4 separate regions of the Mus musculus genome follow, and regions 2, 3 and 4 are each linked to region 1. A link is a contact called in public HiChIP or PLAC-seq, Micro-C and promoter capture Hi-C data. All regions are on one chromosome and are shown on one strand. The core of a region is the stretch at or near the end of the contact, and the rest is flanking DNA. Distances in the headings are between cores, read along the strand shown. Region 1 holds the start of Pon3 (paraoxonase 3). Region 2 overlaps Sgce (sarcoglycan, epsilon). Region 3 overlaps Gm46948 (a long non-coding RNA gene). Region 4 has its middle 32 kb from the start of Gm33959.

The links. Promoter capture Hi-C pulls out the DNA fragments that hold promoters and counts their contacts. Hi-C and Micro-C count contacts between places; a contact is called where the count stands out from the background. HiChIP or PLAC-seq counts read pairs in DNA pulled down with a chosen protein or histone mark.
Region 2: a contact with region 1 is called in a Micro-C map of embryonic stem cells, with 4 times the contacts expected there. The contact joins the enhancer-like site here to the promoter of Pon3 in region 1. A contact is called at or near these places in 1 of 39 promoter capture datasets (cranial neural crest), 2 of 484 Hi-C or Micro-C datasets (both in embryonic stem cells) and 2 of 115 datasets of contacts at active chromatin or transcription factors (both in embryonic stem cells).
Region 3: a promoter capture Hi-C map of hippocampal neurons shows a contact between it and region 1, with 2.6 times the contacts expected there. The contact joins the enhancer-like site here to the promoter of Pon3 in region 1. A contact is called at or near these places in 4 of 39 promoter capture datasets (the 3T3-L1 cell line, cranial neural crest, hippocampal neurons and 1 more), 1 of 115 datasets of contacts at active chromatin or transcription factors (vascular smooth muscle cells) and 2 of 9 other capture datasets (adipose tissue and liver).
Region 4: an H3K27ac HiChIP or PLAC-seq map of embryonic stem cells shows a contact between it and region 1, with 7 times the contacts expected there. The contact joins the enhancer-like site here to the promoter of Pon3 in region 1. A contact is called at or near these places in 16 of 39 promoter capture datasets (the 3T3-L1 cell line, 3T3-L1-derived adipocytes, the HPC-7 cell line and 9 more), 2 of 115 datasets of contacts at active chromatin or transcription factors (bone marrow-derived macrophages and embryonic stem cells) and 4 of 9 other capture datasets (adipose tissue, embryonic stem cells, liver and 1 more).

The regions. Positions count from the first base shown.
Region 1 is chr6:5,254,892-5,258,308 of GRCm38.p6, reverse strand. Pon3 (paraoxonase 3) reads left to right here and starts at 2,076. Exons shown (of 9, transcript NM_173006.2): 1 at 2,076-2,156. The coding sequence starts at 2,083.
Region 2 is chr6:4,675,987-4,679,045 of GRCm38.p6, reverse strand. Sgce (sarcoglycan, epsilon) reads left to right here. Exons shown (of 11, transcript NM_011360.3): 10 at 936-979. Among named protein-coding and RNA genes, the nearest start is that of Gm38761, 23 kb to the right of the region's middle. Within about 2 kb of position 1,410, at least 9 of the 459 cell types and tissues checked have an H3K27ac peak or open chromatin away from gene starts, as enhancers often do. A contact at or near this core is called in embryonic stem cells, where this site is marked.
Region 3 is chr6:4,415,739-4,419,019 of GRCm38.p6, reverse strand. All of the region lies in intron 3 of Gm46948 (a long non-coding RNA gene), which reads left to right. Among named protein-coding and RNA genes, the nearest start is that of Gm33788, 7.4 kb to the left of the region's middle. Within about 2 kb of position 1,674, at least 131 of the 459 cell types and tissues checked have an H3K27ac peak or open chromatin away from gene starts, as enhancers often do. A contact at or near this core is called in adipose tissue and hippocampal neurons, where this site is marked.
Region 4 is chr6:4,553,378-4,556,478 of GRCm38.p6, reverse strand. No RefSeq gene overlaps it. Among named protein-coding and RNA genes, the nearest start is that of Gm33959, 32 kb to the left of the region's middle. RefSeq lists an enhancer at 1,413-2,942. Within about 2 kb of position 1,733, at least 2 of the 459 cell types and tissues checked have an H3K27ac peak or open chromatin away from gene starts, as enhancers often do.

The DNA.
Region 1 (3,417 bases), core at 827-3,326:
GCCTCAGGGCTGATGGGAGCCCTGGGATGTATGCTTGTAATAGTGTGTGTGTGTTGTGTGTTTGGTGTATGTGTTGGGTGCAGCGTGTGCAGGCCCGCACTTTCGCCATGGTAGTGCAGGCTTTTGCCGCAGTGGAGGCGGGACAATCTCCTCAGATTCGGTTTGCCGCTCTAAAGAAATAATGCTGCGTTATGCCATGGGTTGCGAGGCTAAGCACTGCACAGAGGATAGCTTGCTGTTGGCTTCCTGTGGAAGGCATGTCTGATTGCATGAAGGTTCAGTGTCCTAGTTCCCTTCCCCCAGGAAAAACGACACAGGAGCTGGCCAAGACCTCTCTGGGTGATGAGCCCAAGGGATGGTTTTGTGTAGGGCCCCTATGCTTGCACACTGGGGATCAGACCTCTACCTTCACCCAAGAGGCTTGCTTGCAGCAATCAAAATCGGGCCATAGATTAATCAGCATCCTGGCCTTCTGATGCACCTGCTGCATGCAAACAGGACAATCTCCCCAAGTGTGACTTGGCATGATAGAGAAGTAGTCAGTGACGGATAAGACTCCCTGGGCATGTCACCAACCTAAGACAGGGATCAAACCAATGCTGTTTGTCTCCCAAGGACGGGTAAGGGGCATTGCTGCAGGGGGCAATCTAAGACAGACATTCTCTCTGCCAAACAAGAAAAAAGGGGGAAATGTGAGGAGTGGGTGTGGCAGCAGTCCCAAGAAGGCGCCAGGGACTGCAGCTAAGTCTTATGTCTTGCACCTGACTTCCTCATACATCTGAAAATAAGCCACAACCATCATGAGAGCTGCGCAGGTGCACCAGGATACTGGCGAATCCATTTTGGTGGAGACATGCCCCTGCTGCCCTGATTAGCTGAAGCTGCGTGCCTGGTGAGGTGACGTGGCCTGCTGTGAGTGGATGAGGGCTGAGAGTATATAAGAGTGAGAGGCCTGGGTCAGAGAAGGAAAAAAGATGAGAGAGAAAGTTGAAGTGAGAGAGATGAAGACGGAAGTTTGCTGAATAAACTGTTGTTAGAAGGACTGGTGGTCGTGTTGTTCTTGCTGGTCAAGAGCGGACGCTACACCTTAGTCCTATAAAATCTACCTATTTCAAAAAAAAGCTCTCTTTTTAAACTGAATTCTGCTGCTGCTACCTCCTATTAGTAACTAAAAAGAGATGATCCTTGAAGGTGCGATGTTCCCTAAACTCAAGTGTCTGGCCATCTTCAGTCTCTCCAACAGTATTGTTTATCTGAAAGGAAAGTTTGCTCTTCATTGGAAAGACCTGAAATTCACAGAAGAGTAAGACTCTCCCATAAAAACGATATATTGTTGTTGATGTTATTATCATTATTATTATTAATATTATTACATTCTGCTCATCTTCCAGATTGCCAGACAGATGGACTTGTCTACCACCATGAAGGCACCAGGAAGTTCTGAGCCAAAGTTCAGAGCTCTGGTTCCTCGAGAAGGATGAGCCAAAGGGCTCGTCTTTCAGGATTTTCTTCTTCAGGGTGTATATGGAGCAATTTCTCCTCTTACATGCAGCCTGCCAGAACTCTGAAGCTTTAGTCTATGAACTCTGGCTTCCCAGGCAGCTCTCTCACATCACTCCACTGGAGAAGCTGAGGTTAATTGAGTTCTGTGACTTTAAGAAACAAATTTTCCACACCGTGAGGATTCCAGCTTGTGAGTTCAAACCTGAATGGTCCAGAGTTTAGCTGACCTTAGCCTAGGCAGAAATATGTTCTTGGACCGCTTGCCTGGAGAGCCAGCCTTAGAATCTGCACATTAAAGTGGCCTTGAACCATCGCTAATAAAGGTGGACTTGAATCAGAAGAACAAAAATCCCCTTGAAACTCAAGTAGACAAGTGGCTTTGAGCCCTCCATGTGGAGGTGGCTTTGAGCCTTGGCGCAGGAGAGAGCAAAACTCCCAAGACTGCTAGAAAGGATCAGCACAACTGCCAGGAGGTGCAGGCAGGCGGGGCACAAGGGACTGATCAGTGGGCGGGACCCTGAGTCCGCGCCCCAGAGCGGCACCAGTCTTCCTGCTTTTTGCCTAAGGCACCCAGACACCATGGGGAAGCTTGTGGCGCTGACCTTGCTGGGAGCCTGTCTGGCCTTAATAGGGGAAAGGCTGCTGAATTTTAGGTGAGTGGGCATCTCCATGGAGATGGCTTCAGCTCTTTCCTTTCTAGTCCACATCAGGGAACTCCTGCTTCCAACTTCCTAGCGTTTCCTTCCGGAAAGGAGCAGTTTTGGAACCTCAGTTCTTAGTGACCTTCTCCTTGAGACTCGTTCACTAGCAAAGGGGACAGCTGCGTGCCTTTCTAGGCTGCCAGGGTAGGAAAGCCCACGTTTGATTTCTGAAGGTTGGGTACCTTTTCCAGGTCTTCTGCTACATTGCCTTTGTGAAAGACCAAGTCATTTGGAAGTGTTGGACTTGGGGGAGGGGATCAGACTAGCAGCTGGGTGTTTATAGCTGACTCAGACACTGAAAGTGCGGGCCGTTCCAGAACCCATGCCACATTGGAAGATGAGCCAGGAAACAGGGAAGAGAGCTGAACCCCGCGGACAGGAACTGACTTGAAGGGTAGTTGACTTTTTGAAGTAGAAGATCCGGCAGGGAAACCCTCCCGGAATTACTGTCTCAAGCAAACTCAGTTTGATCTGAAAGATTTTTTTTTTTAAAGGTGGGTTCTTCTCCTCCCTCCCCTTATTGCTACTTGGGGCTAAGGCCTCTGCTTGTCATCTAGTTGTTTTTATTCTTTCTCTGAGGAGTGACTAGTCTCAGAGGTTCGCTGCTGCAATCTGTTCAGACACTGATGTCTGTTGGCAACGCTTTCTAGTCCAGCTTGAGAGGGCTCGTTGTCCCGCCTGCTCCCCAAACAACAAATGGCAGAATCTTCAAATAGTAAATTTAAGAGTGGTACAGCTAGGAAGACTAACACTTGCCTCCCCACCCTCACCCCCAAGTGTTAAAACCATACCTCTAAAGGATAATTTTTATAAATGATCAAAAGATAAATCTACCTTCAGTCTTCTTGAATACAGTTCAATTAATATTTTAATTTCTACCTAGTATTTAGAAGTCTATTTCAGTGCAAGGTAAGAGCGCTGTGCTGAAAAGCACTTTGGCTAACTAATGCCTTTAGTAGTGTCAGGTCCATAAGGTACCTTTGCTAAGATAAGTCAGCATAAGCTTAGTTGAAATGAGGAAGTTAGAGCTAAAGTTATCAGTTCAGCTCCTTGGAGACCTCAGAGAAATTTGGAATTTTTTTCTCCCTACTGGAGGAAGGAGGTCCAAAGAAAACAAGAAAATATGAAATGGGTAAGTACAGATTCATATTAGGTAATAGTTAAGAATATGATGTAATGCTGTTTGTTTGTTTTTTGTAATGCTGTTTTGTTC
Region 2 (3,059 bases), core at 161-2,660, 580 kb after region 1:
TCTCTCTCTCTCTCTCTCTCTCTCTCTCTCTCTGTGTGTGTGTGTGTGTGTGTGTGTGTGTGTGTGTGTGTGTGAGGCTACAGATAGTTTTCCGTCTGCTTAAGACATACTAAGAAGCCAGAAATTGAATTTGCTGATAGAGAGAAAGAAATAAGAAATATTGAGGTGTGTGTTACAGATCTGTGTCTTGGGAGGTCACTGGTCAGCAGTGGGTTGTAAGGGACGAAGAACTACATCAGAGCTGTCAGAGGCTCCAAGGGAGACATGAAGGTGTAAACGAAGGGGACAGATTTAACGAAAGCTGAGAAACATCCCAGTGATTGCCTTTGGGAACGGAAAGAAACGTCAAGGGGGACTCGAAACTCTTCCTAGTCCAGGCAGGGAAATGGCCTTTTTTGGCATGAAGATAGCATGTTTAGTGAATAAAGGTAGTGATATGCCTTCAAAGCTGTTATAACGTACCAGTGATGATTGTACGATATGATGATGTATATAGACATATGTGTATGCACAGATCCATACCGGTTTTATGATCTAGACCTAGTTTGAGATTGTACACATCAGTAATTTAATTGCTGGCATCACTGTGTTTATATCTTTATCCACTGTTATTAGCCGTGTGATTTTCAAACTTTAAGGCTATTTTCACGTATAAGAAAATAGAAAAACTAATAAGACCTATGTTTTAGAATCATGAGGGAGTTTTGTTATGGCATATGGTAAGAATTTCATGGACATTATCAGAGATTGCTATTTGTCTTCCTTGGTCTTCAGTTCTCTCATGTATGTGCATAGCTCAATGCCCCACAGGGTGCAAAACCTGAGCCCGTTATCTGAGTGATACCTCTCCGAGCAGATTTCTATCTTAATGTGTCTTGGTCTCTGATTACCAGTGTGCAAACACATTTTTACTCAATAATGTTAATCATTTCTAGGAACTTGCCACACCAGACTCAGATCCCTCAACCGCAGACTACAGGTGAGTACTAAGATGCTAATTCAGTGTTTATGGATGAGCTAATATAGTAAAAGATTGTCATAGCACTCTATAATTGATGACACTTTTGTCTTCATCACGGGAGGCAAAACAGTTGTATCATTCCTTAATTAGACTGAGGAGCTCAGAAGAGTGGCTTAGACTTTTGCATCAATGGGCCTCAGAACGACAAACAAATGGTAAATGATCTTAAAGCAGCAGTGTCCTTCCGTGGAGGTCTTGTCTAATTAAGAAAGATGCATTCCACTCCCTTTCTACATGGGAACTCCTTATTCTTCCCCTTGGTATAAAAGATTTTTAGCTTGGGTGGGTCCAGGATTTGTCTCAGTAAGTGATCAGGTTGAAACTGACTCTCACAAAGGGCAACCATTGTGACTAATTGCTGAGCCTTCAGGGCGATCAATGAGAAATGGTTGGCCTGTTTTAAAGCTGCTTTAAAAAGCCATTAGAATATGACCAGTGAGGACAAGATGATGGGCAAGTCTCCCTGGCTGTTCTCTTTCCCCAAGCCATGCTTTCTTTAAGTTCATTTCTTTCAAGTGTCCCTAAAAAATCTCCACAGCCAATTATTTCATTCATTCTTAACTTATTCACAATTGTCTACTAATTAGTGGTTGGTTCCTAGTTCTAATTGCCAGGCAACCAGTAATGCCTTTGTTCCTCTTTTGGAAAGCAAGAGAAGTTCTAAAAATGTAAGTTGAGTGTGGAATTCTAAGTATGAATAGTGGCTTTGTGGTGGGAAAAGCCATTAAGTGAGTCTCAAAAAAAAAAAAAATGCCAGCCACATTAGAAATGTATTGGATGTTTTCATTCAGAGTTATCTCCTCTATTACTGCTCTCGGGAATTTAAGGAGATTTTCGTTTGACAACTTTTCAAAGATTTGAGGCAAGTATAATAAAGTTTTTCATCAGATTTTAATTATAAGATGATGTTTATCAGAATTGTTCCTAGGGTTTTGATTGCTTCATTTAATTAAATGCTAATATGATTCAAGTAGACCATTCAATATATTGATGGGTGGTGTGCGTCTGTAAACATCCAGGGGATTGATGACGAAACAAACTTAGTTATAAATATTCGTCACTGAAAGAGGAAAACATTCAAGTTCTTACTTCTAATTTCATGGCTATCTTTTTAAAGAGAAAAAAAAATTAAAGGAACACGACTGTAACCAAACTGATAGAGCACCTTTCTCTCTAACCAAGGAAGTCTGTCTCTCCTGAGATGTCAGCTTTCTGACTCTTGTTCACTTGTGGCGTGCAATGAGTAGAAATCACAAAATTTCTAGGAAAGTTATAAACATTTTTTCGAGACTTGTGAAAAGCTAGATTTTTTTCACTCTCTGCCTCCTAGGAGAATAGAGATCTTGAATAGGTGCTGTTGGAGATAGTATCAGTAGATAATGGGACTTGTTTGATATGTTGGGGTGCTGTGCTCAGCACTGGGCAGCTTTCCTTGTCGGGAGCAGCACATGGGCAGAGCTGGGTACACTGATGAAGAAGGGCTTCCTTCCCCTTGGAGGTCTTTTGGCTGCTCAACCTCATTTTTTCCAATATTTTTCTAAAAAGATTTTTGGGAAAGTAGCATTTCGATGGAAAGAGTTCCTCCTTCTGGTTAGGGCGGACCTCGTACTCTCTTGTTTTCTGCACGTTGATGCGTGTTACAGACCAGACGGTAGGATCTTCTCGTGGGTGCTTTGCTGTTACTGTTTTCTCAGTGAGCCTCTCAAGGATCTGTGTGCAGAAGGGAGCGAGACCACCCTAGCACTGGGTGCTAACTAGGAGAGATGGTTCTTTCTGCCTCCCAAACATTTAAAGCATTAAAGGTGTTAGGCCTCCTGGGGAGGGAGCTGAGGGCCAGTTGCAGCCTTTATTCCTCCTCTAGTCATTTACATTAAGATATTGTTTTTTTTAATTAATTTATTTTATTAGATATTTTCTTTATATACATTTCCAATGCTATCCCAAAAGTTCCCTAGACCACCCCCCCGCCCGCTCCTCTACCCACCTACTCCCACTTCTTGGCCCTGGCGTTCCCCTGTACTGAGGCATATAAAGTTTG
Region 3 (3,281 bases), core at 425-2,924, 840 kb after region 1:
TTCACTGAAGGGTGGAGGACCACATTAGGAGCTGCTTGTTGGGGGTGGGAGTGGTTGAAGGGAGCCTGCTTATTTTCCTCAAATTTCTCTATCTACGTCATTCTTGACTTAATAAAGATTCGAAGCCTTTGTCAGATCTCCTCCGATGAAATGGCTGACCACTTTTGCGGAGCCCCCAGAGTTGTGTTAGGAACTGTAGACTTAAGAAGAAAGGGAAGAAGAAGAAGAAAAACAGCAGAAGGTGGCGTTTAAAAGAAACAAAATGAAATTTATTGCACATCAAATCTATGTCCAACGAAGCTGGCCCCTGTCACTGTCCCTGGATGGGTGTTTATTTAGTGGAGAAGAGGAAGATACAGTTAAAGGATGGAAGGGGCCCGTGTCAAGATGTTATTGGAGTCAAGCAGATTGACGGCTTAGAGTGACAGGCCTGGCTCTGCAGAGCTCAGAGGCCACTGGTGGGGTCAGAGACTCGAGATCATCCGAAGCACAGCCTCAGCGCCTGGGTATCGATTTTAAATTGAATTCCAGGTTTTAGTGCAATTAAAAGCTACTACGAGGATTTGAGGAGAGAAATGGTATGGTCAAATTATTAGAGCAGCATGGTTTTTATATTAATTAGAACAGACCACGGGGACCAGAGGGATGAGAGAATCTGCAGGCGAGGTAACTCACTAACGGAGTGAGCTCGGGAGCCCAGAAGGCCTTTGTGAAATCGACAAATTAAAGCTACAGTGTTGTCTGACATTACAGACAAGAGAGGGTTTTCCCCCCCCCCCTTCATTAATTTTATCTGATTCACTCACCTTATTAGTTCTGAAAGACTTGGGTCACTAGCCTGACTACTTCCCTTGCATCCGTCTGTAAGCACCAGCACAGCACTGTTTTGCCCAGCTATGTGGGTTCTCCGGTCCACAGGTGAAGCAAAAACGGAGAGCAAAATGTCCAGAGGAAGGGTTATGGGATTGCTTTATGACCTTATCTTAAAAAGGAGGACTTTGTATGTCTCCCCACTTATTCTCACCAACAGACATAGGTTGGTTTTTTTTTTGTTTTTTTTTTTTGTTTGTTTTTTTATTTTTTTTTTGGGGGGGGGAGGTGTTAGTCTGAAATCTGAACGTGCTTATCAGCTGGGAAAAATCTGACATTTAATTGATTTTATCCCTTAGAAGTGTGTGTGAGAGAGAGAGAAGAGAGAGAGGGAGGGAGAGAGAGAGAGGGAGGGAGAGAGAGAGAGAAGAGAGAGAGGAGAGAGAAGTGGGGGGAGGGAGACAGGGAGGGAGGGAGGGAGAGAGAGAGAGAGAGAGAGGAGAGAGGAGAGAGAGGAGAGAGAGGTGGGGGGAGGGGGGAGAAAAATTGACAGTATTACTAAGCAACAAGCCTGCTTATTTACTGCTCCAATCCACGCCCCCACCCTCCACCCCCCTACCCAGGTTGCAGACTTTCTCTTGAGTCCACGAGAGACTGCTGGCTAATTTTTTAAGTATAATTTCCCAAAGTACTGCCCCTTGCCATAGAAAATGCCACGTAGGTCTTCTGAGTTATAAATGCCGAGGAAAACCATGTTGGTTACGTTTGCAGCTTTTTCATTTTGTGGTTCTGGGTGGTACAGCCCAGTTGCCAACGTTATCCATTCCTCTTTCTGGGAACAGCCTTAATTGTACTTGGCTTGGTTGACACAAAAGGCCTCTGAAAAATATGAGGCTGGTCCCTCTAGTGTTGCTTTGTGAAGACTACAGTACAAAGTACTGGATGGAGGAACACAGCTGCAAAGGAGTGCAGAGAGCGGCTGCAAAATCAATCTGCTTCAAAACACATTATTGAAATGATTTTCTACAAAATGCCATGGTACTATACAGGGCTCCTAACCAAAGAAAATGCAGGCACTTTGCTACATTTGCAAGGACACGGTGTTCGTTGTTGAGACTTCCCAGAACAAACAGTAAACGATTGAAATCACATTGGCCAGAGTTACCAGAGGGTCAAGAGCAATATAAGCTTGCCTTGCTTTTAGAAACGAATTCACAATACTGGTTAGGACTGTCTGGCTATGCTCATAGGCTTTCACTGTCATAAAAAGAGGAGGCAAGATTTCATATACTTCTTCATTCTTTCTCTGATGCCCCCTGATGTTCAATAAAAAGAGTATGCTATCTTCTTCCTGTTTTTCTTTGACTTTTTTTTTTCTACCCTCAGACATTTGTTAAACTACTAATCTGTTCCAAAGATAGAAAAATGATAAGATACATTCATTTCCCTGGACATGCATCATCATCCCATGGGAAGACAGACTCTTAGTGACAAAATAGATTTATATAATGCCTGGGACACAGGGGAAATGGTATTAATTATTAATGCTGGTTATCAAGAAAGATGAGGTATTTGAGCTGTGGTCTGAAGCTAGAGTTAGAGTCCTCATTAGAGGCAATTCATGGCTTGACATCATTGACTGATCCTTGGTCAATACCAGTTTGGTCCAGTTTCTGAGGAGATCTATTATGGCATGTGCAATGGGCAGCTAGTCTGTGTGTGTATGTATGTATGTATGTGTGTGTGTTGTTGTTGTTGTTTGTTTGTTTGTTTATGCTACTGCTTCAAGGCTCAGATTTCCTGCCTTATTCCAGTGTCCCTTATTCTGCATGTGCAGTAAAAGGAGGCCCACGGCAGAAAGGCCAGCTCTCCATTAAAGGAACATGAAATAAAACTGGGTGGTTTGAATCAAGACTGCAGTAGCTCTGGATTCCAGCAGAAAGGGGTTGGTGTCACAAGGGGAACCCTGATCCTTTGTGGGGGTAGAAGTAAGGTTTGTTAGAGGGAGTCAGGTTATTAGTGATGATTTTATTAGAAAATCTCTTTCAGTTCTGAAAGCCTATTAACAAAATTTCATATTTACATTTAAAGGGGACTAATTACCTACAGAGAGTCTCGATAGCCTCAAACCCACCCGAGAGCCCAGCACAGTGTTATTTCACTAGACACTGGCTTACAAATCCTTTAGAAAAAAGGCACCCCACCCTGGTCATCATGTTGTTGGCAGTGAGGTTGACATTGAAATTCATTGACTTGAAACCACACAGTCACTTTTCAAAGGCTGTTTGGGGTTGTAGCAAAACACATTGAGATCATTTGGTATATTAAATAAGACATATTACCAACAGTCTCTATATTTACATTTGTACATGTACAGTCAAAAACCAAATGACAGTCATAAAGTCTAGAAGCATATTAAGGCTCATAAGAAATTGTGGGATGCAAAATTAGGCCATGACTCAATGTGAATG
Region 4 (3,101 bases), core at 484-2,983, 700 kb after region 1:
AGATATAGCAAGATTGTGTATTAAATACCTGCAGACAGAGCACTGTGTTAGTTATATCTTAGTTCAGCTGTTAAAACATAGTACTACCCAATAGCATATGGATAACTCTCATCTGCTTTCTCTATAAAGGAAAATGGTGGAAAGCCTAGTGTTCTATCTTCTTTGTAGAATACTCCAGACATGTGAGTACCTATCCTAGTGGCATTTAGCACAGTAACCAACAGATACTGTGGACCGCTTCCCACATGCAAGAGTGGTGGAAGGTGATGGAATGCTTTGGATATCGGTACTTGTCGAGATATGTGAGTCTCCAATGAGGAACAAACACGATGTTCAAGGAGCCACTGCTTTGTGTGACATCCTGTTGCTTTGCCGTCACAAGATGGCAGTTTCTTGAGAAGGAAAAGCTTGTGAAAATAAACAAGGAGACAACCTCACATGCGAGAGTCTCTGATTAACAGCCCGTGCTTTAGCGGTAATTTATTGATTACGTGAGCTGTTAAATAGTCCACCCACAACACAGATATGACTGCAGAATTAATAGAAACAAAAATTAATTTTTCTCAACCAACTCCAGAACTAAATTAAATAATGCCTTTGACTTGAGGGAGCCAGCGTTTTCTGATAAAAGCTTTCAAATATCTGGCATGTTAGACGTGTGGCCAAGAACATGAAAGATGATGTTAGACAAAGAATGACATCGTCTCAATCATTTTTTAATAAAGGAAACCCTACAGTTCACTGTCCAGCTGCACCCTGCTTGGCTTGGCTAGTGGGCAACACTAATATGTATTCAGAGATACGGAGATGCGGCTGAGCGATATGAAGACTTCTGTCCAGATGAGCCGAGTGACAGCTGGCTGCGCAGCCTTCCCTGCCTTCCCTGAGAGGCTTACTCACTGTCTCTAACCAAAGCAGCTAATTTTTAAATACTAATGCATAGCACAGAGCTCAAGAACACATGGGAATATTCACCCCTGAGGCATGTCAGGAGTTGATTATGATAAAAATTGCTTAATTATTTATTAGTGGTTGCTTTATAAATTACTCTGGTCTGGCTGGAGGGTGTAAACTCCGAGGTGAGGAAGAAGACCTTGGGGGGCAGTTAATAGGCAGGGGATTTGGTGCTACTGAAGGTTAATTTTGGTTTGTTTGTTTTGTTTTATCATTTGGAAGCCTTTGAGACGACCCTGTATATGTCCTGGAAACAAATATTCTAAAGGGGGTTTGAAAGATCAGATTTGTGTTTTCTCTGGATGGGACTTTCGGGAATGAAAAAACAAAGTCCTTATAGACATCAAAGCCTGAATGACAAGTTGAACATGACCTGTGGCCTGGGGGCAGGGAGAGAAGCCACCAAATATTTACCACAAAGCAGGTAGGAGAAACAGGAGAAATTTGGATTTGATAAGATATAAGGGCCAGAGGAAAGGAAAATATTGAATTTTCTGCTTCATAGAATCCCATAGTGCAGCCAGCAAACCCTTTAACTGATAACGAAATCACTGATGTCAATTAGATGGGGGGAGACCTAAGTAGCACATTGACCACTTTCACGGTGGATACACATTGTGTCCCCCAGAAATTTCCTAAGAGCAGAGTGTATAGACAAACACATGATAAACGCTGATGATGAAAAGACAGACATAGAAAAAGGCTGTGTCCCACGTCATCACAAAAGGCAGGGAAAACAGAGGAATCTTTTAGTGGTGCACATATCAGGGGCCAGGACAAAGACAGAAACAATTAGGCTGCATTAATTGTATCTGTCCTGTTGCAGTGGGTGAGAATTTCCTCGCCCCTCTAGTGAGCTCTGTTATAATGAAATTCTCCGTTCACCTCACTTGTTCATTCATTAGAATAAGTTTTATTTTTTCCCCATTACAGAGTAAATATGCAATAAGATCAAATAAATTTTGATGATTGCCAACAGATGGTGAGGGGATCTTTAGCTTTCTGGTTCTTTCCGGCTGTTCTTTCTCTTTAATTACCTTCCCCTCACTTCCTAATCCCTTCCATGTAATTCTACACCAAGATTTGCTCTAAGAGTCTCTATTAATTTTCCACAACCTCCACAGCTTTCTCATAAGATATTCTTTCTTTGTAGCTGTGTTGCTAATGGCTCAAAACAGCCTAGTTTCTACAGAAGCTTTCAATCCTACTTGAACCACATCTTTGCTCAATTTATTAATTCAGTTTAATGCCGATAATTTACAGTGCACTCTTACAATTTAATCTTCATTGCACATCTGACACAATGGCTCAGCCACTAGTAATTTTGCATAATCAAGGAGGAATTTTAACTGACCTCATTTAAATCCTCATACGAGGCGTTTACTCTTTCCCATTGTGGAATCGGACCTGCCAGAGTGACATTTGTATTTCAGTAAGACATGTCCACTTACATGAATGCGTCCGTGCATCTTTTATGAATGGGAGAGAAGGTACTGGGGTGATGAGTGTCTTAATGGTATTTCAGGGAAGCACCTAAACAGTAGGGATTTATGGAAGCCTAGAAAGTCCCCCTGAAGCAATTCTTTATAGACCTCACTGCTCTATTTACATAATACATACCTAGATAGAATTTTTTTAGTCTTAACAAGAACCACTTAATGTTCAGAACCGTGTTCAGAGATTTTCCTGTTTTCCGCTCAGTTTTCTCTAAAGTTCTGTTTTTCTAAGGTAGAGTAATCTCATCCTGTGGACTGAAACATCCTTGACCACAGATGCATTCTTAGAATTTATTGAGCGTAAAATTTTAACTACATCATTTGTCTTTTGATGCAGAATTGGTCCACTGAAAACTATGAATTAAGCATTTATAATAAAGTAAAGCTTAATGTTAAAGATACCAGTGTTTTGTGAATGCCATTTAAAATAATCATTTTTCTTTATAATGAAAGCAATATATATTCATTTAATGCTTCTGAAGGCTACAGAAAGATGAAAGAACTCATTGTCTGGCAGTATCTATTGTGTCATTAGTGATGATGGATATAAATGTTTTTGTACATATGCTTTCTGGATTTTTATGCATATCTGCATCAAACACAATGCTTAAACTTACATTGCATATAATGAGGTACACACTATTCACTATA